Linked DNA regions of Mus musculus: all the other regions are linked to region 2. A link is a contact called in public HiCAR-type, HiChIP or PLAC-seq and promoter capture Hi-C data. All regions are on one chromosome and are shown on one strand. Each heading gives the region's core, a stretch centred on a gene start, on an enhancer-like site or on the middle of the called end of the contact. The rest is flanking DNA. Distances are from core to core; before and after follow the strand shown.

What was found. Promoter capture Hi-C pulls out the DNA fragments that hold promoters and counts their contacts. HiCAR-type assays count read pairs that join an accessible place to other places. HiChIP or PLAC-seq counts read pairs in DNA pulled down with a chosen protein or histone mark.
Region 1: a contact with region 2 is called in an H3K27ac HiChIP or PLAC-seq map of thymic regulatory T cells, with 6 times the contacts expected there. The contact joins the promoter of 4833418N02Rik here to the promoter of Prkce in region 2. A contact is called at or near these places in 2 of 39 promoter capture datasets (hippocampal neurons and liver), 4 of 484 Hi-C or Micro-C datasets (B cells and embryonic stem cells), 5 of 115 datasets of contacts at active chromatin or transcription factors (embryonic stem cells, large pre-B cells, pro-B cells and 2 more) and 3 of 9 other capture datasets (adipose tissue, embryonic stem cells and liver).
Region 3: a contact with region 2 is called in a HiCAR-type map of astrocytes, with 4 times the contacts expected there. The contact joins the promoter of Ppm1b here to the promoter of Prkce in region 2. A contact is called at or near these places in 3 of 39 promoter capture datasets (hippocampal neurons, liver and pre-B cells), 1 of 484 Hi-C or Micro-C datasets (B cells), 3 of 115 datasets of contacts at active chromatin or transcription factors (astrocytes, pancreatic cancer cells and thymic regulatory T cells) and 1 of 9 other capture datasets (adipose tissue).
Region 4: a FOXA1 HiChIP or PLAC-seq map of pancreatic cancer cells shows a contact between it and region 2. The contact joins the promoter of Calm2 here to the promoter of Prkce in region 2. A contact is called at or near these places in 3 of 39 promoter capture datasets (liver, pre-B cells and stem cell-derived epiblast-like cells), 2 of 115 datasets of contacts at active chromatin or transcription factors (pancreatic cancer cells and pro-B cells) and 1 of 9 other capture datasets (liver).
Region 5: a contact with region 2 is called in a promoter capture Hi-C map of liver, with 2.5 times the contacts expected there. The contact joins the promoter of Mcfd2 here to the promoter of Prkce in region 2. A contact is called at or near these places in 11 of 39 promoter capture datasets (the 3T3-L1 cell line, the C10 cell line, the HPC-7 cell line and 6 more), 5 of 484 Hi-C or Micro-C datasets (the G1E-ER4 cell line, cerebral cortex and cortical neurons), 6 of 115 datasets of contacts at active chromatin or transcription factors (embryonic hindbrain, embryonic stem cells, forebrain and 3 more) and 1 of 9 other capture datasets (adipose tissue).
Region 6: a HiCAR-type map of astrocytes shows a contact between it and region 2, with 2.9 times the contacts expected there. The contact joins the promoter of Lrpprc here to the promoter of Prkce in region 2. A contact is called at or near these places in 1 of 39 promoter capture datasets (liver) and 2 of 115 datasets of contacts at active chromatin or transcription factors (astrocytes and microglia).
Region 7: an H3K27ac HiChIP or PLAC-seq map of embryonic stem cells shows a contact between it and region 2, with 3 times the contacts expected there. The contact joins the promoter of Prepl here to the promoter of Prkce in region 2. A contact is called at or near these places in 1 of 39 promoter capture datasets (embryonic stem cells) and 1 of 115 datasets of contacts at active chromatin or transcription factors (embryonic stem cells).

The regions. Positions count from the first base shown.
Region 1 is chr17:87,281,490-87,284,676 of GRCm38.p6, reverse strand. 4833418N02Rik (RIKEN cDNA 4833418N02 gene) reads left to right here and starts at 1,863. Exons shown (of 5, transcript NR_015506.3): 1 at 1,863-2,503. It overlaps Ttc7 (tetratricopeptide repeat domain 7), which reads right to left and starts at 1,791. Exons shown (of 20, transcript NM_028639.3): 1 at 1,267-1,791. The coding sequence starts at 1,453.
Region 2 is chr17:86,166,155-86,169,130 of GRCm38.p6, reverse strand. It overlaps Prkce (protein kinase C, epsilon), which reads right to left and starts at 1,346. Exons shown (of 15, transcript NM_011104.3): 1 at 191-1,346. The coding sequence starts at 538. It overlaps Gm5817 (predicted gene 5817), which reads left to right and starts at 1,646. Exons shown (of 2, transcript NR_165800.1): 1 at 1,646-2,670.
Region 3 is chr17:84,956,655-84,959,674 of GRCm38.p6, reverse strand. It overlaps Ppm1b (protein phosphatase 1B, magnesium dependent, beta isoform), which reads right to left and starts at 1,674. Exons shown (of 6, transcript NM_001159496.1): 1 at 1,281-1,674. 1110020A21Rik (RIKEN cDNA 1110020A21 gene) reads left to right here and starts at 2,252. Exons shown (of 4, transcript NR_027929.1): 1 at 2,252-2,475.
Region 4 is chr17:87,445,584-87,448,682 of GRCm38.p6, reverse strand. It overlaps Calm2 (calmodulin 2), which reads left to right and starts at 1,748. Exons shown (of 6, transcript NM_007589.5): 1 at 1,748-1,890. The coding sequence starts at 1,888.
Region 5 is chr17:87,264,401-87,267,544 of GRCm38.p6, reverse strand. It overlaps Mcfd2 (multiple coagulation factor deficiency 2), which reads left to right and starts at 1,598. Exons shown (of 4, transcript NM_139295.3): 1 at 1,598-1,710.
Region 6 is chr17:84,789,191-84,792,553 of GRCm38.p6, reverse strand. It overlaps Lrpprc (leucine-rich PPR-motif containing), which reads left to right and starts at 1,768. Exons shown (of 38, transcript NM_028233.2): 1 at 1,768-2,189. The coding sequence starts at 2,041.
Region 7 is chr17:85,088,854-85,092,024 of GRCm38.p6, reverse strand. It overlaps Prepl (prolyl endopeptidase-like), which reads left to right and starts at 1,758. Exons shown (of 15, transcript NM_001163622.1): 1 at 1,758-1,919; 2 at 3,150-3,171. It overlaps Camkmt (calmodulin-lysine N-methyltransferase), which reads right to left and starts at 1,399. Exons shown (of 11, transcript NM_028576.3): 1 at 1,162-1,399. The coding sequence starts at 1,299.

The DNA.
Region 1 (3,187 bases), core at 614-3,113, 1.1 Mb before region 2:
AACCTCACTCATATTCCCACACAAGGTACCAGGTACCAACACCTGAGTGTGTCCCGCGTGCACCAGCCCAGAGGATTCCCATACATTTCCTGGAACAGGGAGAAACTGACCACTTCCCCCTGCCATGCTCAGACCTCCTGGGATTCCTGCATGCAGGATGCTGGGAAATACCTTGCCCTTCTATTGTAGGGTCCGCTGCAACTCTGAAGCCTGCTGCCTTTCCTCTGAGCTCTACAATCTAAGCCATAACTGTCTACCATCCTGCCTCCTATCCACTCTAGTTGCTCTGCAAGGGTACTCATCTTTGAGAGAACACAGGACAAACGAAAAGGTGTACTCAGAATCCTGGGTTCAGATTTCACAACTTACTGGCTGATTGATGAAGCTATTTACCTATAAATACAGCAAATCCAGGAAACAGGAGTCGCTGGGAGGAGTGACGGCTAAAGTCCCGAGGTTGGTGTGGCACACAGTAAGCACTATATTGGATCAGGGTTATAATCACCCCATCGCTCCCACAGAGGTGTCCCGGGCTGGGTGGTTTTGGAAAACTCTTTATAGTCGGACTTATTCTCTGCCCACTTCGGAAAAGGTGGGTGTGCACACGCGGCGGGCTCTGAACCTCTCCCACCGCAGAGAGCAAGACACCCGAAACAGGATCTGGGTCTGAAGACTGGGCGGGGTTCTCCCTCTACCCCATCAGGGTGCTTTCCCGCCCCAGCACAAGAGCCCAGCCCAACTAAACCAGCCCTGCTGCAAAAGCCACAGGCTGCCAGGACTGGATGGGGCCAGTGTCCGCCACTGGCGAAGAAACTGAGGTTCGCCGGCCTCTTCTCTGACCAAACGCATCGGTCTAAGTCTGCTGTGGACAGAGCTTGGTCTCAACTTTATTTGAGGGGAAAATAAGAGAAGACACAGAGGAACAAATTTAACATGAGGGAGTTTCGACAGTTTAGGGAGGCAACGGTCCGGTCTAATGAATGCACTTCTCTGATACCTACAGAAACCTCCATTTCAGGGTAGGGTTACCCACGTGACCTTAAAAGGCAGAGAGCACAAACTTTTCTCTTTCTCTCTCTTCTCTTCAAACACCCAATCTGCAAAGCGATTTTTCTCTTGGGACAGACGACTTTCCTAACTGCCTCGGCAAGCCGGAGGGTAGCACCCAGCGCCGGCTCCGGGACGGGTCGGTTGAGTCGCGCTTCCTGGACGAGGCGGTGCTTTTCGCGCGCTCGCTCCGGGCGAATCTGCCCTTCCCTCACTCACCGGTGTCCAGAGTGGTGAACCTGCCGCTCGGGCTGTTTCGCCGGTTGCTACTGCCGCCGCCGGAAATGCCCAGCATCTGCAGATGCCGGGCCAGCTCGAACATGCGGTCCCACTGGCCCTCGGCGCGGCAGCGCTCCACCTCGCTCTCCACCTTCAGGTGGGTGCCGTGCGCGCCCTTCGCAGCCATCTTCGAGCAGGAGCTGTCATGGGAGGTGCGGCGGAGGAGTGGAGACCAGGCCGGGGGCGGCGTCCAGGCTGGGGAGCACTCTCCAGCAGGCTTGACGGGAGTGCAGACGGCATCCGGGGCCCGGGTGGCAGAGGGGGCCCGGGTAACGGCAAGGGGCCCGCAGCAGCAGCAGCAGCAGCGGCGGCGGCAGCGCCCACCGCACCGCCTGGAGCCTCTGGACTGGGGCTGCGGCTGCGCGACCCCAAGGCGTCCAGAAGCAGCCTCCGCCGCTGCTGCAGCAGCTCCTGACGCTGCTGTCTCCTCCTGTGCAGCAGCTGCTGCCACAGCTCCCGCCCCGTGCCCGGGCGTCTCCAACAGCGGAACCTCCCCGGGCCGCGGCTCCACCCCAAAGTGGGCGTGGCTATCCCCCGCCGGGCTAGGCGAGCCGACCGCCAGCGAGGCCACAGAAGCCAAGCGCGCACACGGCGATCTCGGGCCGCCCTCCGCCGGCTCCCCGCCGCTGACTGGGTGCTCACTTTAATGCTGCGGGGAGCCCGGGAGCCCGGGGGCGCCTCGCTCCCCGTTCCCTCCCCATCCCGTCAGGACTCTTGGCCTGGGGTCCTCCGCCCGGACCGCCCGGCTTTGTGTGGTGGCCCCGTCACCGCCACAGCCTGAGGCACGTCACAAATCCGAGGAGCGGCCGACAGGACAGTCCTGGTCCCGGGCTCTTGGCGGATCCGGGTCGGATGCAACGCGCCCGCCCGCAGGGCTGCGGATAGACCGGCCGGGGCAAGTCCCTAAGCTCTTCGGATGTCCCCAACTCGGAGAGGGTTTATGTTTGTTTTAACTGCCGGACTCCTCTTTCCATCGGAATGCCTACTCTGGGTTCTAAAAGAGGATCTCAGCTGATTTTCCACTTGCTGCTACTTTATTTTGGTGTCTAAAGGCTGATCAGAACTCCAGGGAGCGCCCGACTCCGCTCTGCTCCGCTCTAAGGCCAGCGGTGCCCAGAAGTTCAAAGGACTCTGGGCGGGGCTTGGAGGGCGGAGCCAGGACTACCCTGGCTAGAAGGCAAGTATCGTGACCCCACCCTCGGTGAAACTGGAGCTGTCAATCCTGCCTGGGAATTGAGGATGTAGCTAAAACCACAGCCAACACTGAAAAAAAAATCCCCAGGGCCTGTACTTAAGTCACTTGTTGTGAGGTCCATTCCGAAAACGTTCGAGAATGATTTCAGGCAAGCTTTTCAGTAGTTCGAAACTGACCGCTTTCTACTTCTCCGGGAGGTCCTTCCACTCCCTGCCCCTTGCTGCCGGGAAATTTACAGCTTCAAGTTTCAGTACAGAACTAAGGTTTTCGGGTCTATCAGAGCACAGGCTCCTGACGCCCATTACCAGGGCCGGTCCCTATCAAAACTTCAGCTCCTCCGTGTGATCGAAATGAAGCCCCCTTCCTCCCTGGAAGGCAAGATTCCCTGCCCCTGTGTGCAGAACCTGAGGTTCTGCAGAACTAGGTTTCACGGAGGCGGTGGGGCAGGGGGATGGGGTGGGGAGAGGGTTGGGGAAGGCAGAAAGAGTGAAAGACTGACTTGGGTATCCTGAGAATGCGTTTTCAATTTACCTAGTCAGAGTGTTAGTGGGAGATACCCCTGGGGCCAGAGGGAACAGCAGGATTGACAGAAAGGGGAAGGGTAGACTGATAGAAACAAAGAAACCCCATCTTTTCTTCCCATTCTTTTGTCAACCACGGTTGCAA
Region 2 (2,976 bases), core at 97-2,596:
TGCCCATCTGTCAAATCTCGTCTTTCATACCCTACTGTATATGTCTCTTCAGCTAGGAAATAAAACGTGCCTCTTCAAGAAAACTGAGCCGCACATGCACACACAGACAGCCCAGAGCCCCAGGACCAATGCTCAGGCAGCAAGTCTTTCCCTGGGACCCGGGACTCCCGGACGTGGAGGACCGACTCACCCAGTCCTCGAAGTGACGGCTCCCATTCTGCAGCAGCTCCTCGAACTGGATGGTGCAGTTGGCCACGAAGTCGTCGTAGCCGATAGGAGCGTCGTGAAAGACAGCCAGCTCGATCTTGCGCCCATTGCACACATCGGTGACGAACTCATCGTGCCAGGCCGGGCTGTTGGTCTTTTGCTTGGTGGCTGTTTGGCCGATGCGCGAGTCGTCCACGTTAAGGGCAATGTAGGGGTCCAAAAGGAACGTCTGTGGCCGGGGTCCCACCGCATGGCGCAGCGACCAGGCTGTGGGCTTCAAGCTCACCGCCTCGCAGATTTTGATCTTAAGAAGGCCATTGAACACTACCATGGTCGGGGCGGGGGTCACTCCGTCCGCCCCGAGGGCAGGATTGAAGAGCAGGAGCAGGCGCGCCGGGAGCCTGGGGGACTCCTGGGTCCCCTCTTGCCCCACCCCACTCACTCGCTACACCTTGTGGCGCTGCCTCCTGGCGCCGCCGATTCTCAGCGAGTGCATGTATTTCCTCGCCGGATTCCTAACGGAAAACAGGGAGGGGGGAGAGCTGGAGACGTCCGTTTTTTTGGAGCAAGTCTCTCCCCCCCACCACCGGCGACACCTCCACGGCAGGAGACGAGCTGTCGCCTCCGCTGCAAGCCGCGGGGGCTGCCTCGCCGCCTCGCTGGTTCTTCGGGTCCGTGTGCGGAGAAGCAGGCGCCGCGCCCGGCGCTCACCTACCTTTCCGAAACATAATCCCCGGGCAATTTCGACTCCCGGAGGGGGAGGGGGCGGCGGGACGGGGCGGGGACGAGAACCGGGGGCACAGATTTCAACCCGGATCCTCTTCGCCCACCCAGCGCCTGCCTCGGACGGCGCGGGGCGGAGGGTGGACTGAGGGATGTGCAGTCTATCCGGAGGGATGCATGTCGAGAGGAAATGGTCCTCCCCGGAGCCAAATTTTTAAAAAATCCACAAGCCGCACGATCAGCCCCGCCGTCACCTCCCGGGTTAAGCAGAGTCGCGCCGTAGCCGGCGATCGCGAGGCGCCCGGTGCCTGGGATCTCACATCCGCGCGGGCTTGGGAGGTAGAGGTGGCCGCCACTTGGGTTCGGGGCGCAGGCCGGCACCCGGCGGTGCGCAGCGCGGCGGCCGGGCAGGGACTGCGACTCCGCGCGGCCCCTCCTCCCGCCCGCCGGCGCCCGCCCGCCCGCCGCGCTCCCCGCGTCCGCGCTCTCGGCTGCCGCCGGCTCGCCGCCCGCCAGAGCGCTCAGCCCGCGATCTGCTTCCCTCGATCGCTGTGCGAGCGATTCTCCCTCCCTCTAATGCAGGAAATGCGCAAAAGACGTCAGTGTGTGTGAGTGTGTGTGTGTGTGTGTGTGTGTGTGTGTGTGTGTGTGTGTGCACGCGCGCGCGCGCGCGCCACTGTTTGGGGAAATAGAAAGTTTTGCCGGTTGGGGGAGCAATACGGGAAAAGTGAGCCGAGCAGAAAAGAGCAGGAGCGGGCCGGCCGGGTCCGTTTGCCGTGGCGCGCGGGGGAGCTGAGGAAGGACTCCGCGCGGAACCCAGGAGTGTGGCGTCGCGGAGGTGCGGGAGCGACTGTCGCAGGCCGAGTCTGTGCTCCTCGGATCTGCACCAGGAGAGCGGGGTCTGGACCCGGAGAGCAGCGGGCCGCGCTTTTCTCTCGCACCCTGCGGCCAACACTATCACTTAAAACTGGGCCTGGTGGAATGGAGGGGGTCGCAATGTCCAAGAAGACTAATCACCTTCCCCCACTCTGCCTGGACTGCGGCGGTCACCAGTCGCCCGCGGAGAGCTGGCCTATTTGTCACTCTGCCCTGGGATTCTCTACTGTGCCGCGATGGGGGAGGGGACACCCGGACTGCTGAGCCCTTCGGCTGGGTGTGAGTTTTGAAACCCTCTTTTTTTCCCCCTTGAGGAGACTCTCCCCTCTGGGGATTTGTTCTGGGCCTGATTGGGTTGCGAGAACTTGTGGAAGACTAGTAGAACCTGGGCCCGGCCTGGTTCGAATGTCTGTTTATTTCTCAAAGTGACTCCTCCTACTTATGCGGGACCTTGTGTGTGCCCCTTAAGAGGACAAGGCTTGATCCGCGCCCTGACAACCGGCGTTCGGGCTGCGGGAAAGCCCGATGCGTCCTCCTGGGGTCCAGTGGCTGTATCCATACTAATTTCCTCGGTAACCTTTAAACTCTCTGGAAGCAGCCGCGACGGCGGCTGGTCACGTGAGGCGAGCCCTGGGCTGCTGGGGAAGAATTTCCTGGGCCAGGGACCAGGACCGGGAAGGCGGGCGGCAGGGAATGGCTCTGTGCCGAGGGGGACTGGGAACCTGGGAGCGCCGGGCGGGGCGCGCCAGGCCCCGGGCGCCGCGCAGCGGGAACTTCCAGCCTGCGCCCGGGAAGGGGTTCGTCCCGCAGCTCTCCGCCGTGTGAGTGGAAAAAGAAAACCTCCGCCCTCACCCGAGTGCCAAGGCAAGTCCGGCTGTTCGTTCGGATGGTGAAAAGCTAAGTGTTTATCTGGCGACTCTGATAAGTGTGGATCAAAATGTACAAACCGCATTCCATTCACTTTTTCCTCTGTGGAAAAGGGTTATCATTTCTTGTAGTTTAAAGATGAGAAGGCAGTCTCCAGGAATGACATACCAAGTACAGTACACACACACACACACACACACACACACACACACACACACACAGAGTTCAGGGGTTTGAGTTCAGGCAGATCTCCTCCTAAAGTTTAAGTGTGCAGTCACGCCCCCTCCCCGTAGCTCACTTACT
Region 3 (3,020 bases), core at 425-2,924, 1.2 Mb after region 2:
AGATGATGTATTTCAAAGGCAACCTACAAAAGGAACACTGTAATTGCACAACAGAGAAAGTAAATGAAGTAGTATCTATGAACATGTAGGGGCCATCGCGCAGAACACACTGTGACTTATACCCTCTTCACTGGACAACCTACCACTTCTCCATCCAGGCAGTAGGCTCAACATAAAGAGTTCCTGTGCTAATCCCACAGTAAGCTTCAGTTAACTCTCACATCACAGGAGCTATAAACGTTTGTTAACAGAAAAAGAATGTTTTTCCCAAAATAGCCGCATAACATGAAGACAACCCAAATTCCCTAATAATCCCTTTATAAGACTCCTGCCAGTTTTATTTTGATACATTAAACATGTGGGGCCTATTTTAAAAGTTCTGTGTGACTTACCAAAACAACTTCTTAGTTGTTTTTAAGTTTCCAAGTTGTTTTTAGAAGCGCTTGAATACTGATGAATTTGGGCAGCTATCAAATCCTTAAGAGGCAATTTTTTGCCAAATAAGATGGGCAAACGTCCTAGAGGTGCTAAAACTGGTATTAGAGGTCATGCAACTTTTTTAAAAAATGAAGAAATGGCTCTAACATTCACCAAGCCCTTCATTTATATAAGTTTATTTCAGGGTTCTTTTCAGCTATGCTTAATGATACTTTCTTTCCTTAAAGGCTTTTAAAGATAAAAAGTAATGACCGATCACATAATACTGTCCAGTCTATTCTTAATGGAATTCATGTAAACTTGAGATGGAGTTCATAGTAATTTCATTTAAGAAGCCCATTGTTAAGCACGACACCCGAAATTTTCGGACCGTGGTTGGTGGGCAACACACAGACACGAACCCCCGAGTCTGGCTAAGAGGAGCAAGACAAACGGTTTAAAGCACAGGAGGGGGAAGGAGGCCCGGAGAGGCACAGACAGAAAAACCAGAAAGATTTCACAAGAAAGGAGAGCGGAGCGCAGGGGAGGGCAGAAAGCGACCGGGAGAGAGAGCCACACCGAAAGGTGTTTTCCGGAGCGGCGGGCAGGACTGGGTGAGCCGCGGCCTTGGGGTGGCCCGCGCGCCCATGGGCGCTGCCTGCACGCCGCGGCGCGAGGGGAAGCAGCGGACTTCCACGCGCCCCGGCAAACTACTCCCTCGCCGCGCCGCGCCCCGCGAAGCCTCGCGCGCAAGCGGAGGCGGCGGCGGCAGCCCAGGCCCTGGGCCTAGCCCGGTGCTCCGAGAGCAGGCTGGACGGACGGACGGCCGTTCCCCCACTCGGCTGGGCGCAAAGCGGCCTTACCTGGGGCGAAGGTAGAAAGGGAGGTCTCGCGGGCTCGCCCGCCGCACAGCCGCCCGCGGCCCCCGGCTTTCTCCCGAGACGCGACACCGCCTCCGCCGCCGCTTCGCCCTCGGGGGCTCGGCCACCGCCGCCGCCCGAGCTGTTTACACCGTCCGGCCCCTCACACCGCCGCCGCCGCCTTCTCTCCAACCCAGAGCCGCTGCCGACTCGGCCGCCGCCACCTCCTCCGCCGCAGCCTGATCTCTCTGGAGCATCTTCCAGCCACCGGACACGGAGAAACAGAGACTCCAGCCGCGCCGGCAGGAAACTCCCCCGCAACTGCCAGGGGGGACCAGGCGGTCAGAGCACCAGCGGCTTTTCCGCCATTGAGCAGCGGCCGCTCCGCTCCTTCTGCAACCCCCCTCCCCTCCCCGCACCGCCGTCTTTCCCCGCCCCTCCTCGGGCTCCGCCCCCCAAGGGCACCCATTGGGACGCCGCGTGTGTCACCGCTGCCCTCGGTTTGCTGAGAAGCCTGTCAATCTACGTTCTCCCGCCCAACCTGGCCCCTAGTATCTTCTGTGCTTCTCTTTCCCCGCCCACACGGCCCCGCCTCTGAGTCTTTAATTTCTCATTGGGCGTCAGTGCCCACCTTAATTGGCAAGGTCAACTATCCATCACACACCGCCCACCAGTGAGGCCCAACCCTTCATTACCATTTACTTTATTCAGCCCCACCTCCGCCTTGCCCTAACTCCTGACGTCACCGACCTGCCCACCCTAGTAGCCATAGGTAGAGTCCTCCGTCAGTCAAATTACGCCCCAACTCGAAGACCGATATCCTTTTCTGATTGGTTCAAATGGCGGCCTGATCCTCCGACTATTGGCTTCCTCTACTTGTCCGTCAAGAAACCAATTTCCAAGTCCGTCACTTCGGCTTTTTTTAAATGAACGCGCAAAAGTATCCTAAAAGGGATTGGCTAGTATTCGTAGATGGCCAAGCCCCGAGTCTGCGGACCCTGCAGTTCTGACCTCTACACTTCGCGGAGAACGAACACCATAAAGAAACCAACGGGCAGTCCAGTTATAGGTGGAAATTGGTCCCACCCGGAGTGGAGAGAGCCGGCTTCTGATTGGCCAGAGAAGTGCCCCTAGACCCTCATTGGAAGAAGTGGCCGCCTCTCTTTGGCATAGAGCTGTGAAGGAAGAGCTCAGAAAGGTTCGAGAAAGGGCCTGGAGAGAGGCGTTGTTTTGCTTCAACTACGGGTGGGGCGCACGCGAGAGTGCAAAACTGGGCGCGTAGGGCTCTGGGGAGGTGATGCAGGGAGGGAAAGAGCCCGGATGTTCCCTAACAATGAAATCATCTCTGACCAATCAGAGCCTCATTGTTGGGATACCTGCATGACCTGTCTCCAGCAGGGGAGAGTGGGCGGGAAGTTGAGAAGGCTGAAAAGCCACTTGAGAAAATGGGACAGGAGATCCCTTCGGGATGATTTTGCAATGGTTCAGATTGTTCGTTCTTCTTATTTACCTCGACCTCCTGCCTTCCAGCCCTTGGCAGTTCCGTGTTTTGTTTCTGAGTCTGATTTTTAAAACTCCTGTCTAGGCTCTTGACATTCACTAGGTCATTCCTCTCTTAAAGAGCACCTGCATTTTGCTAAGCGTGGTAGGTAGAACTGGAGATACAAAAGTAAGGCAGGCAGTCCCAGACTGGGAATGGTAGGTAATCATTGAACGTCTGCAAAGGGTAATGATGACATAAAG
Region 4 (3,099 bases), core at 499-2,998, 1.3 Mb before region 2:
GCGTACTTATCATACATTCTGCACCAATCCTCTTAAAAATTCCTTCCCTTGAAGAGGTGATTATTCATTTTGTCATTCAATTTCCCACCATTAAAAATTTCATATGTAAAATCACCGCATGCTAATGGGGTACTGTGTAAGGAGAGAATATTTTTACTGAGTCAGCGGAAAGACAAAAAAAAAAATTAGTAGGTCTTCCATCTGAAGATCTGAGGAGGAGTCACAGACAAATTTCTGAGGTATATCTTGGAAAAACTTTGAATTTACCAGAATGTAGTGCACTGGAACGGAACGGTGGCGTCAGATTCTTGGCTGGAGGTGCCCATTTTAAAGTAATATTCCCAAATAATGATATTTATCTCATTTGTGGGGTAAGGTTAATTAGCTCTCCTCCCTTTCAGTATTATCAGGGCACCACATTGGCAAGGATAATAGAAACAGAAATCTGAGGTTTGGTTTGGTTTGGTATTCCCATCGAGTGGGCATTCGTTCGAAAGGGTGTCAGCTTTGTTAGTGCTAATTAGAAGGCCGCTTAATGTCTGGTTTCCATGACTGAAAGAGGGCCCAGCTCTGGCTTCATTAAAAGATATGTTTAAAGGTGTGAGGGATGTCTAACTTAGGTAAAGGAGGTTAAAATGGACTCTCCGAGTGGGTGCATATAGCTGTTAGCACCGAAATGTTCTTGCTGAACGGGGAAACTATCCTGAAGGCAGGCTTCTTTCTGAAGTTGAGGTTTCATCTTGCCTTGCTTTTTACAAAGTGATTGCTCTCCACGGTTTGAGGGTTTGCATGGTGGTGCTTTTTCAACTGGGAAGTTCTTTCTGCCTTCGCCATCTTCCTAATTCTCTCTGGGCCGTGGCTGTTCCATCAATCTTCTCTGGGCACTGTATTTTGAGGATGGAATCCTTATTTTCCTCTCTAACCCCCATCATCCTTTTCTGGTTGTCTACTTTGGGCTTCTAATTTCAGAGGGGCTCCTTGGGGAGACCGACAGCACACACTCTCGGATACAGTGGGTTTGAGTAGCTTTCTGATAAATTACTGCTAGGAAAGAGAAGCGAAGGGTAGGCATAAACGGAAGCCCCTTTTTTGATTAGCTTGTCAGCTGAGCTGCATGGGTTCGGCACCGTGTAATGAAAAACGACCGGCCTCCCTATGCAGCAACGCTGAGAAGCTGGGCGCGCTGGGTGGGTGTTTACTGGGGGGGGGGGGTGTCCTTCAGTTTTATTTATTTTTTGTTTTGGCCCGTGTTGTTTTTGTCAGCAGCACCTCCATACGGGGCGGGAAGGTGAGTGTGTGCGTGTGTCTGTGGCAGGCAGGACGGGTGGAAGAAGGTCCTCCAGCCGAGCGCAGAGAGAGCCACGCTGCCGCCTGGCGCAGTTGCCAGGACAGCGCGGCGCGAGCAAGCAACGGCAGAAGCCGCAACCGCGTTCCGGCTGCGAGAGAAAGTGACGCATTGCAGGTACAAATCAGCCAATCAGCAGCAAGCTCAACGAGGTTCGCCTGGTCGACCGCCACCGCGGTGCTCCTCCGCGCCGCAAAGTAGCTCCTGCCAGGCGCGGTTCCCCCGGCCTTTTAACGGCTTGCCTGGGAGTGGAACCCACTTACGTCATCCGTCCCCCTGCTCCCCTTTCTCTCTTGCGTGTCTGCCCAGTGACTGCGGAGAAAGGGGGTCTCCCGGAGAGTTGGGGGGGGGGAGGGGGCGGGGGCTGGCCGGGACTCGTTCGCTAGGTTCCGTTATCTGGATGAGGCGGAGGGATCTGGCGGAGGGAGGCGGAGGGAGGTGTTTATGAGGAGCTGGGGGCGGAGGAGGAGAATTAGTCCGAGTGGAGCGAGCGAGTCGAGCGGTTGTCTGGTCGCGTCTCGGAAACCCGTAGCCCTTGCAGCATGGTGAGTGCGTAGCTGAGCGGCCGGCGCCCCGCGGGTCGGGGAAAGATGCTGAAGCGGATTGACTAAAGAGGGGACCTCCCCTCTCAGAACTGTCCTCGCCAGAGGGACGGCACCAAAAAAAAAAAAAAAAAAAAGCCAGGAGGCCCCCCGCGACACTTGTGTCGCAGGTGTCCCCCACCCCTGTCCTCTTGGGTTCCCTTTTAGATGAGTCGGGGGACCGCTGCGGGGCTTGGCCGGGGGAGGATGGATCTGGGGTGCGGGGCCGTGGGCTCGGTCGAGAGAGCAGAGCAGGAGGGGCTGCGGCCGAGGCGGCGCCAAAGGTCAGCCCCGGGGGCCGGATTCAAACCGCCAACGGCCACCGCCGAGCGAGCGCGGGCGCCAGGAAGCGCCTTTGTCCGCCCGGCCGCCATGCGCGGGGGGTGGGGTGGGGAGGAGCGCGGGGCCCCGAGGCGAGCGGGCGCCGTTAGCCCGCATCCCCGCGAGGCCGGGCCGGGCCGGGCCGGGGGCGCGCCCCGTGGGTCCAGCCCGTGCGGGGACCCCCGCCGCGGGGGTCGGGTGGGGTGAGCGCGCGGGGCCCCGAGCCGCCGCCCTACGCGGCTCGGCTCGGCTCGCGCCCCAGCTGCTGCGCTGGCACCTGCAGGACTGCGGAGGTCTGGGCGGCCCGCGGCGCTGCGGGGATGGGCGGGGGAGGGGACCCCAGCAGTCCCCCCTCCCCCTCCGCGCAGGGCTGCTGCTGCTGCTGCTTGTTCACTCCATCTGGTGCTGGCTTCCGCTACCCAGACTGGATGATTAATTTTTTTTTCTTTTTTTAAATCGTTGAAGAATACAAGCTTTTGCTGGAAGTCGGGCGCTTTCTCAAAAAAAAAAAAAATAGAGCTCGTAAAGGGAAAGCAACCGACCTCAGTTAGGGTCTCAAAGGCGTTTTTCGGCCCCCATGAGCTAGTGGAAGTAGCAATTAAGGGGCGGGTCGCTAAATTCTTGAGTGCTCAGGTGCACTCCTGTTCACCTCTACCACACGCAGAGTTCCTTGAAAACGACTTGCGTTTCAGAGTGGAAGTTGCCATCTGATCTTAGTTCTTACGGACAGTTCACCTATGCAATAATGGCCGTCAGTAACTGTACACTTAAAGAGTGTAAAAGAGAGCAGGAGATTTTAGAAAGAGCTTTGAAAAATAAGTCCCTCTTCGTGTTTTCTGTTTTAAAAAAATT
Region 5 (3,144 bases), core at 349-2,848, 1.1 Mb before region 2:
TCAGAGGTTCAGTCCATTATCATCAAGGTGGGAAGCATGGCAGCATCTAGGCAGACATGGTGCTGGAGAAGGAGCTGAGAGTTCTGCATCTTGATCAGCAGGCAGCAGGAGACTGTGTGTCACACTGAGCATAGCTTGAGCATAGCAGAACTCAAACCCACCTCCACAGCATTCAAACAAAGGAGACAATGGGAGCCATGTTTGACTTCGAGGAATAAGCAAGTCAGAAGAGACCTGGTTTGCATGGAGATGGCCATTTCAATAGCATTGTAGGAAAGAACCAGAGGGCAAGCATCTATGCAGGTAAGAATGATCCAGTAGAAAGAGAAAGATGACAAAAGCTAGCATCCACAGAGAAGGTGGAGTATCTGGCTTGGTGGCAAGTGCTTATTAGAAAAAAGTCTGAGCAGGGCAGTGGTGGCACACACCTTTAATCCCAGCACTTGGGAGACAGAAGCAGATGGATCTGAGTCTGCGGGCAGCCCGGTCTACAGAGCAAGTTCCAGAACAGCCAGGGCTACACTGAGAGATCCTGTCTCGAAAAATCAAAACACCAAATCAGCAACAAAACAAAAAGTCTAGGAGGTGTGAGGTGAAGAATGCTCCAGGCTACCCTCGGTCCAGTCTCTACTTACTGAGCTTCATAAACTGCCTGCATTTGTAGCTCCCAGGACAAAGGATCGTAGGTACAATGCAGTCAACTACAGGGTACCCAGAATGAACTGGACCAAATTAATCTAACCTTCAGAATGAGATGGAATGAGATGCAATATCTTAGGGACTCTTGAAAGAGGCTTTCTCTCCCTATGGATAATGTTGAAATCTTAATCTTGGAAAGTGGGACAAAGAGACAAAAACGGTGCTGTTGGGCAATTTTCAAGGCTACAAGGAAGAGGGGGTGGGGGTGGGCTTTGATATAATCTCTCTCCATCTTTGATGTAGGTGCATCTAAAAAAAATACGATTATGTATCTTCAAAGATACAAAGGAGAGAAGGAATTTTAAAATGTACAGTCCTAAGCTCATATATCTATCTGTATCTATACACATTCACTGAAAGACAATTTTGTTAATATCAAAGGGCAGGATCCTTTTTTTTTTTTTTTTTTTTAAATATATTGTCTTCTCTCAAAGAAAACAACAAAACCAGACGATTTCAGGAACTTTACTAGCTGGATCTTGAGGCTGCGGCTCAGGGAATGGAGCAAAAAGAAAATGGAAGCAGGTCAGTCTTGGAAACGCAGGATCCCCGAGAAGTACCGGCTGCCTCACTGGGACAGGAGTTAGGGGTTTTACTCTCTCAGTTTGTAGTGGAAGCAAGGATATCCGTCAAAGTATAGAGAAGGTGAGGCTGGCCAGCTTCGGAGTCCGCCTCCTCCGGATCCTGCAGCCCACAACCCACGGTGAGCCACGTTCCGGAGCCTCAGGTTTGCCTAGCAACCAGCTCGCCTCTTGGCCTCCCCAGGGCCCTAGCAGTAGGGTGTCGCCCTCGGGAGGCGGGTCTGGCCGCGCCAGCCACAGGGGACACGTGGATCCACTGGATCGGGTCGCACAGGGGGCGGGGCCGGCAGCGTTGGTGGGCGGGCGGGAGGCTGTGCGCGTGCGCGGCTGGGCGAGGGGCGGGACCGGCGTGCGGAGAAAAGCGTCCCAGGGACGGCAGCTGGCAAGGTTCACGTTGGAGTGCTTCGCGACTGCGTCGGGGATTATCGGGGTGAGCGAACCCACGGGCCGGAGGCCTGACCCTCGGGGCAGAGGTCGGTCGGCCTGGGGCTCGAGAATGGGAGGCCCGGGTGGCGGGGTGGAGGATGCGGACCTTCAGGGCGCAGCGGGACCTGTGGCCCACGGAGGCAGCCTGTCTTCCGAGAGGGTTTCGGGGGCCAGACGTGTCTGCCCGGCTGAGCACCGCGCTGTTGTTTGCGCTCACCCCATTGCTGGGAGTCTCAGTACTAGGCTGTAGGGCCAGCTGTGTGGGCTGGACACGGACCCTGGCTGGCCTGGAAGCACGCGGGTCTCAGGCGTTACTCCATCTGCCTCTGGCTCCCCCACCTTCCTCGGGGCAGACCCACAGGTCCTGTTGTCTCGACAGGGTTGGCTAGTTTGAGCCTAGGAGGTTAGGTAGACAAGGGATGCTCGTTTGTCTCGTTTTCCCTTTCTGGGACATGGCACCTCCATCCACACATATGCCCAAACCAGAGGCCTGGGCGTCACTCTTACCTACACTCATCAAATACATTGAACCTATTCAAAACTCTCACTTTTCCAGACACCTTGCCTTAGCAATCAGCTCTCTTTTCTGCTCCTTTAATATTGATTGACCCTCCTCAACGTGTCCAGTACAGGGGAGGTAGAGACACGCTCAGCCACCCTGCCCCATTCCCAGGTCCTTCTGTGGATTCTCATTGCCCTTCCAAGCTCTTCTTTCCTTCCTGCAATGCCTGTTGTGACTCACTCACTGTCTTTGTACTTTACTCAAGACCTGCCCCTCCTCATCTGAATATTCTGGATTGGACTTAAGTCATGTTTAGGTGTTCACTGCCATATGGAGGGGCGTGCTTTGCTTTGGGTTGAAATATTTCTTCTCATGCTTTCTGTGGATGGGGGTGTGTGTGATACCCCTGGAGTGCCTCTTTAGTGACCTGTGTTTTGCTGTCGAGAGGCGTCTGACTGTTCTCACAGCCTTCACAGCTCTGCTCTCCCTATGTAACTAGGCTCTTAGTTAAATGTTAGTTATAAGGGTAGCATGGCATTCCTTTGGAATCCCCCAGTGAACAAATGGACCAGACTATTAAACACCAGCCTATTCAGGACAAGTTTTCAACCTCAGCCCATGTGGGGGCTTTCTGTAACCCAGAAACTTGCTGGTTACTTGGACTTCAAGAGCATGGAGATGACTACAACTAGGAAGCACTAGTCAGTTGGCCTTGGCTCCGTGTAACAGGATGTCTGGGGTGTTGTCAAATGTGATTGCTTTGAATGTAAATTCCCAACTAAGAGCCTCTGAAGGCTGCCAACAGCTGCTAGGAGGAAAGCCCACTCCCTGATAGGAATAATGGCCCAGTGGGAAGGAAGGGTGGGCAGGAGTGCTGCAAAGGGAGAGCTCAGCCTTAGGCCAGGGCCTCTGAGATAGAGACTTAAGTACTGTGTT
Region 6 (3,363 bases), core at 519-3,018, 1.4 Mb after region 2:
ACACATAAACCCCACACTCACACACACATACCACACACAAACCTCACACTCACATACACACACCACACTCATAACACACACACACCCACACACACACACATTCACAGACATACTCAGGGTGGGTTTCTCACCTAAAACCCTAACACCAAGGAGGCTTCCCAAAAGCCCGTCCCCAAGGCGACTGATTCTGAGTTCCATCATGCTGACAATTAAGAGCACACTTCACAACCGAGGAGTAGAGTTTTAGGAGTAAACCCTTAGAAAGTCCATCATCATAATTACTTCCACCAACCTCGTTTCACATTTGCATCCAGAGCCCTAGCCTTCCTTGGGTGTGGCAAATGCCTGGACTCTCTGCATTCTGCTGGTAGGTTCGTTTCCCAGCAACCACCACAGCAGCTTGTATCTGTCTCTAACTGCACTCCCAGGACATCTGAAGCCCTCTCCTGACCTTCAAGGGCACCAGGCACACTTGTGGTTACACACATACATGCAGGCAAAACACTCATACACATAATAAAATAAATATATTTTTTTAAAAAAGCAAATGATTTTGCGTCACACCTACACTCAGTGGGACCCAGTGGTGTCATTCACATTCAGGGTGGGTCTTGCCACTTCAACTAATCCAATGTAAAAACTCCCTCACTGGCTTAAAGTCTGGTTTCCAAGGTGATAGTAAATCCTATCAAGATTAATCACCACAGACCGTAACCTACCTTAATCTTTTATTTATATCACAATTCTTATGTTTCTTTAGATGTACGGAATTTTGTCTAAATTGAGATCCCCCCCCCCATGTTGTATTCCCAGCATTCCAAATAGTGCCTGACACAAAATATGTGCTCAATAAATAGTACTAATGCTGAATGAGAGAATGAATTATATTCTATCATAGTGCTCTATAGTAACTCAGAGTAACTTCATCTTGCAGGGCGGTATTAGCTTCTCCAAAAGAAAGCTAAGCCAAGTTAACTCTGAACGTATATCCATTCAATAAATGCTCAAAGCACGAAGTGTCTTCAACTGATCACGAGCTTCCGCCATAAAAGAGGCTGCATTCTCATTCTGGGCACTCTGAAGTTTGTTGGCTAGCAGAAGAAACAGCCACATGGGAAAACTTGCAGAGGGAGAATTTGACTGTTCACTTGGTAGCAGTCAAGGAATAACTAAGTAGAGTGGAAACCTGTTCCCGGGTTCACACGAGTGCACAGGGAACCCTTTCAGTATGCGAGCTCTGTGAGGGCAAGAACTTGTTTTCCTAGCTCCAGACCTATCCTCAGACAATTGCACCACTCACTACCTTAGTTGCTTAGTGCATTAACTGGAAGGAGCGGGGCACTGAGAAAAAGAAACTTCAACCTTGACATTTAAAATTATACGACCTTTATTAGAATCCATTGATTTCATGAAGCGAGGCACTTAGGATGAGTTCTGTATATTTATCTACCCCATCCCCAGTCACACAAATAGCATGTAGCTAACCTGGAGGTCCACAGCCTCCCAGTTCTCTTCGTCAAGCTTTTCTCTGGCCGCCGTTTCTGAGAGCTACGGCAGGAACTACGTCACTGAGCAGCTAGGGCAGCGGCTCGGTAGCAACCGAGGCGCAAGGCTGGAACGTCGTAGGCACCCCGGGATCTGCACGGTCGGCCCTTCCCAGCAACCCTCGGTGTCGCTCCTAGTTGGCCCCCCACAAGCCCTTGCGCGCGCATGGGCGGAGCCGACCTCTAGTGGGCTCTACCAACTTCAAAGTGGAGGGGTGTTGTCGCCAGGCTCGCTGAGAGCCGGGGCGCTGGACAAGGGAACAGGGACACTGTGAACGGAAGACAAAAAACAATGTATAGTAAAACAGAAGGCGGATCCAGGGTATCCCGCGAACTCGGCTTGCCTCTCCCGTGAGCCTTGGCGGGGATCTGCCTCCTCCTCCGCTGGACGCCCTCGGTCCTTAGTTTGTCCCACTAGGGGCGACCGGGTCGTCACGTGCTCCTCCAGGTCCTCTGCAGGAGCGTGCATCCTATCCTGCCTTGGGTACGCTGAGCCATGGCAGCCCTGCTGAGACCCGCGCGTTGGCTGCTCGGGGCCGCGGCGGCCCCGCGCCTCCCGCTGTCCCTGCGCCTCCCTGCGGGCGTCCCGGGCCGGCTGTCCTCCGTCGTCCGGGTCGCGGCTGTTGGTAGCCGGCCGGCTGCAGGGTGAGTACCGGACCCTTCCTCCTGACTGGCTGCGGTGGACGGGCTGGTGTCCTGCTCGTTTGCTCCAATTCCGTGGTCCCGGCTTCTCAGGCATGAGGCCACCCCCTCCCCCATGCTTTGCCAGTGGTTTGGGGTGACAAGGTTGAGAGTCTTGAGAAGGTCATGGTCGAGGGCATGGCTGGCTTCCGGCTTGCTGCTTGAGGTCTCTGCCTGCTCTAGCTTTGGAAAGGCCCGTGAAGCTCAATGGCTTTGGGGGAGTGGATGGGGCTGAGGTGGGGACAGGCGTTGTGCCTTTCCTTAGGAGTACCCTTCCTGGGTGCTCTCGCACGCTGGTGACCAGTAACCTGCTAGTCTGTAGTCTTACGAGGCTTTGGTTTTTCATTTTCTTTTTCTTGGGATTGGGGTTTGAAGTTCTAGTGATCTAGGGATAGTTTAGAACTTGACATTTGATCATGGCCAGTTCGGGTTTTTGCTTGCGTTGTGCTGAGTGGAATTTTCCTTCAGTATTTACACAGATGTCATGGGTTGGAGATTGTCACACTAGAATGGATTAAAGGACGCGTGCAAGGTGCTCTGTTGGGATCTATGTACCTACTGCAAAAACAAGTTAAGTTCCTAGTTAGTGTCATGTATTTTTGTGAGTATATGCCTTTCTGGATTGAGGTTATAGGGAAACAAGTATGTTCACTTAAAGAACATAGATATTCTTGACAACTGATAAAGGAAGGTTGGGTGCTTAGGTTTTAGTACCGGAAAGAAATTGACAGTTGTACACCCCACACTAGAACTTTGGGGTCTAGCAAACAGACTTAGGAAGTATGATCTGGAGTGGGGAGCCATGGACTGAGGGTGCTTTGGCTTATTTGCATTAGGCTATTGGACAAATCACTCAGCAGCCCAGGCCTTAAGTTTCTTTAGGTACACAGGTGGACACCGTATAAGGTTAGGACTATTTCATGAGATACAGGGCTTGATGTATATTATAATAACACTGTAATAGAAGTAACTGTCTTCACGGGCCAGCCCGGCACGGCGTATAACTAGATAGATGAAGGAAATGCTTCATGATGTCTGAACAACTTGGTTGTCTTTGGAGAGATGCTTATTTGTAAGTTAGGGTCTTGCCTCTATTTTTGTGGTAGGCTTGAACAGTGAAATCATGCCCTAACTTTCA
Region 7 (3,171 bases), core at 509-3,008, 1.1 Mb after region 2:
GATTTTCCTAACTACAGTCACTGAGAGGAGACACACTCAATGTGGTATCGCCACATCACACACTGAGTCTTGAACTAAATAAAAAGGAGAACTGGAACTAACTCATATTCATCCATCGCTCTGTTCTTCCTGACTGCTCACACAATGCTCCAGGATCCTGAGCCTTGATTTTTCCTACTAAAGTCTGTACCGTCAAACTGTGTGCCAATACATACCCTTCCTTTCTTAAATTGCATTGCCTAGCATTTTTATCACAGTAATAATAGAAGCTAAGTAACATAGCATATTAACAGACATCATGTAAGCAGGGATTTGAAATGTGCCTCTTGCTCTTATACACTCTACCATAACTGGGAGAACATGCCAGCCAACTCTGAGAACTATGGGTATATAGACCAGGTACACAACCGTAAACCACTCAGGTTTTATCAAGAGACTACCAGGTGGTTCACAGACATTGCATGACATACGACATGTGGTTGTTAAAAAGCAATAACTAAGTAAAATAACAGACTAAGGACTCATTGCCCCCCGGCCACTGTCTTAGTTACTTTCCTATTGCTGTGAGGAGTCACAATGACTAAGAAAACTTATAAACACAGCAGCCTTCACTGGAGCGGTTTGGAAGACTGAAGTATCTGGATTCGTTGCTAAACCTTGGGCAGCGAGTATCCCAATAATGACTCCAAACTTAGTTTCACGTGGCGGGAAAAGGAGCAAGCAGTAGGTTTCCCTCTCTCCCTTTACTCTCCCATATACAAAACCAGGAAACGCGTGCAGAATCCCCATCCCATTAGTGAACCTCACGGATCTCCAGAGATGTGGGACCAAAAAGTGCACCCAGGTGACCAGGCTGGGAGTTAAGAAGCAAAAAATAAAATAAGGATGGAAAGGGGGCGGGAAAGAAGAGCAGCACACGGAGAAGACAGGCGGTCCCACCCACCAGACAGGCGAGCACAAGGATTTTCTGAGTTTCTGAGAGCTCGCTCTGGCTGTCCCGCTCTCCAGCCCCGCCAGAGTCTCTCCCATTTTTGGTGGGACAGCGGGACAGCGGAGATGAAGGAGCAAGGGGGCGCTTCTCGCTTGGCTCCCGACAAACGGGCTGCCTGCTACCTGCGAGGGGAGTGGCCACAGGCAGGGCAGGCGAGCGCTCGCCCTTACCTGTCGCAGAAGCTGCCACCGGACGGCCCCCTTGGGCGCCGAGACCAGCGAGCCCTGGCTGGCACTGCCCATCGCGGGACGCTTGCCCGCCTCTGCCTCAGTCTCTGCAGCCCCAGCGGCCGCGACCTGCGACTCCATCTCCAGAGCTGACTGGACCCGGAGGTTGCGTCCGCCACGGCTCTCCCCAGTCAGGACCTGCCAACTTCTTCCCTGTCAGGACCTGTGACGCCCGGCCTCTGGCCCACAGCTCTTCCGTGCACCCTCCCCGAATTCCGCATTTCCGGTATTAGCGTCTCCTTGGCAACCAAAGCAGCGGCGTCGCTTCATTGCACCACTTTTTCTGGTGGCCATCTTAAGTGAGGGCGAGCCGGAGTGGGAGGGGACTGTGGAATAGCTGCAGACAGGGCTTTCCTCGCTGTTTTCTTTTTTTCCTCACTTTGTCTCTTGCTCGCCGGAATACCAGAAAACCGAAATACAGTTGTCTCCTAAGATGAGTGAGTTCAGGAAGAGAAAAAGCCCACCACTGGCCATAATAAAGATGGCGAAATGCGCTTCCCTATCGGTCTGGGTTGGTGTTACGTAGACCGGCGTGCTGCAAACTAGCTCTGGGCGGCGCGAGGTAGGTTGTCTTTCTTGCTGGGTGCTGGAGGCTGGCTTCGGCTGGACAAGGCTGAGGTGACTGCAGCTCCTTCTGGAGAGCTTCGGTTTCTCGTATTTGTCTTCTCTACCTTCGCTCGTCCAGCTGTCTTTCGATTTGCGTACGTATGGAAGGGTTGCTGATGGTTCCCCTTTCCTAATTCCTCTGCCCACCTTCCAGCCATTCCTCACTTCCCTGGTCCCTTTTTTGATCCCTGTCTCTTCTGTACGTTCTGACCCGTACCATTCCCTCACGTCCTGTGAATACGACGTGTTCGGGATGCACAGTTGCACCGGGAAACGAGGAGGTGCTCCGGGAGCACCCATTTGCTTACTTACCCCACCAGTCTCCCTATCCTCGCACAGGGTCTTCTCAATGCAGATGGTGGATGAATGGGTTGGAGCTATGGGGACAGACTAAGCGATTTAAAAGCATTTTTCTTCTAGGCTACTGCTCCACTGGCCCATTATTTTGCTGCGACATAAGAGATTAAGGGGGGGAGGGGGCGTCATAGCTGGTCGGATCTATGGCAAAACTGACGCAGTGTTTCTGTGCTACCAAGGAACGTGTTAGAGAAGATTTCTCTCATTTTACACTCAACAGTGTTTAGCATAGCTAAATTATCCCTATGCTAATAATATTAACGACCTTTTGTTGAATGGTTACTATGTGCCAGGTACTTGGACTAAGTTCTTAAAATAAATTGTTTGGTTTTGTTACAAAACTACAACCGCAGAGATTAAGTGCTATGGTTAATTTCTGTTCCACAAGTGAAAAAATTGAATCCAGATGCAGTTAGTGTACAAGGCCCAAGACCTAAACCTGGGTCTGTAGTTATGGAAGTTAAAATGATCTTTACCTTCCAGAAGAAACCAAAAATGACTCGACATTTTATTTGTGCATCTTACAGTTGTTTTTAATTCATTATCCTTTTATGGTGAAATCCAATTGCTCCTCTAGGAGGAGGAGCCAGTCAGTTGGGCGGTTCACTGAATCAGTGAGTTGGGGGAGTGTCTCCAGCTCCCCAGAGCCACAGTTGGGCCACCTGGACAATGACCAGCTCTAGCTCACTCATCGAGTGCACACGCAGCTTAAACTAGACAGCTAGGTGAAAACTATGTGGCGCCTCGCCTCACTCAACAACTAAGCATCCCCCTTTTATGTCATGGTTTAGGCTTTTTCTAATTTGTCTTTCACATCCCAATGATATGCCCAGAATTATGTAAGATAAAAGCCATCTTGCTTTTGAACCCCCTCTGAGTACCTGAGATTCCCATTAAGTTCATTTACTCATTTGCAAATTATTTTATTTTGTTTGTTTTCTGTTTTGTTTTGTTTTGTTTTGTTTTAGTTTGTCCATACGTTCTCCAGAG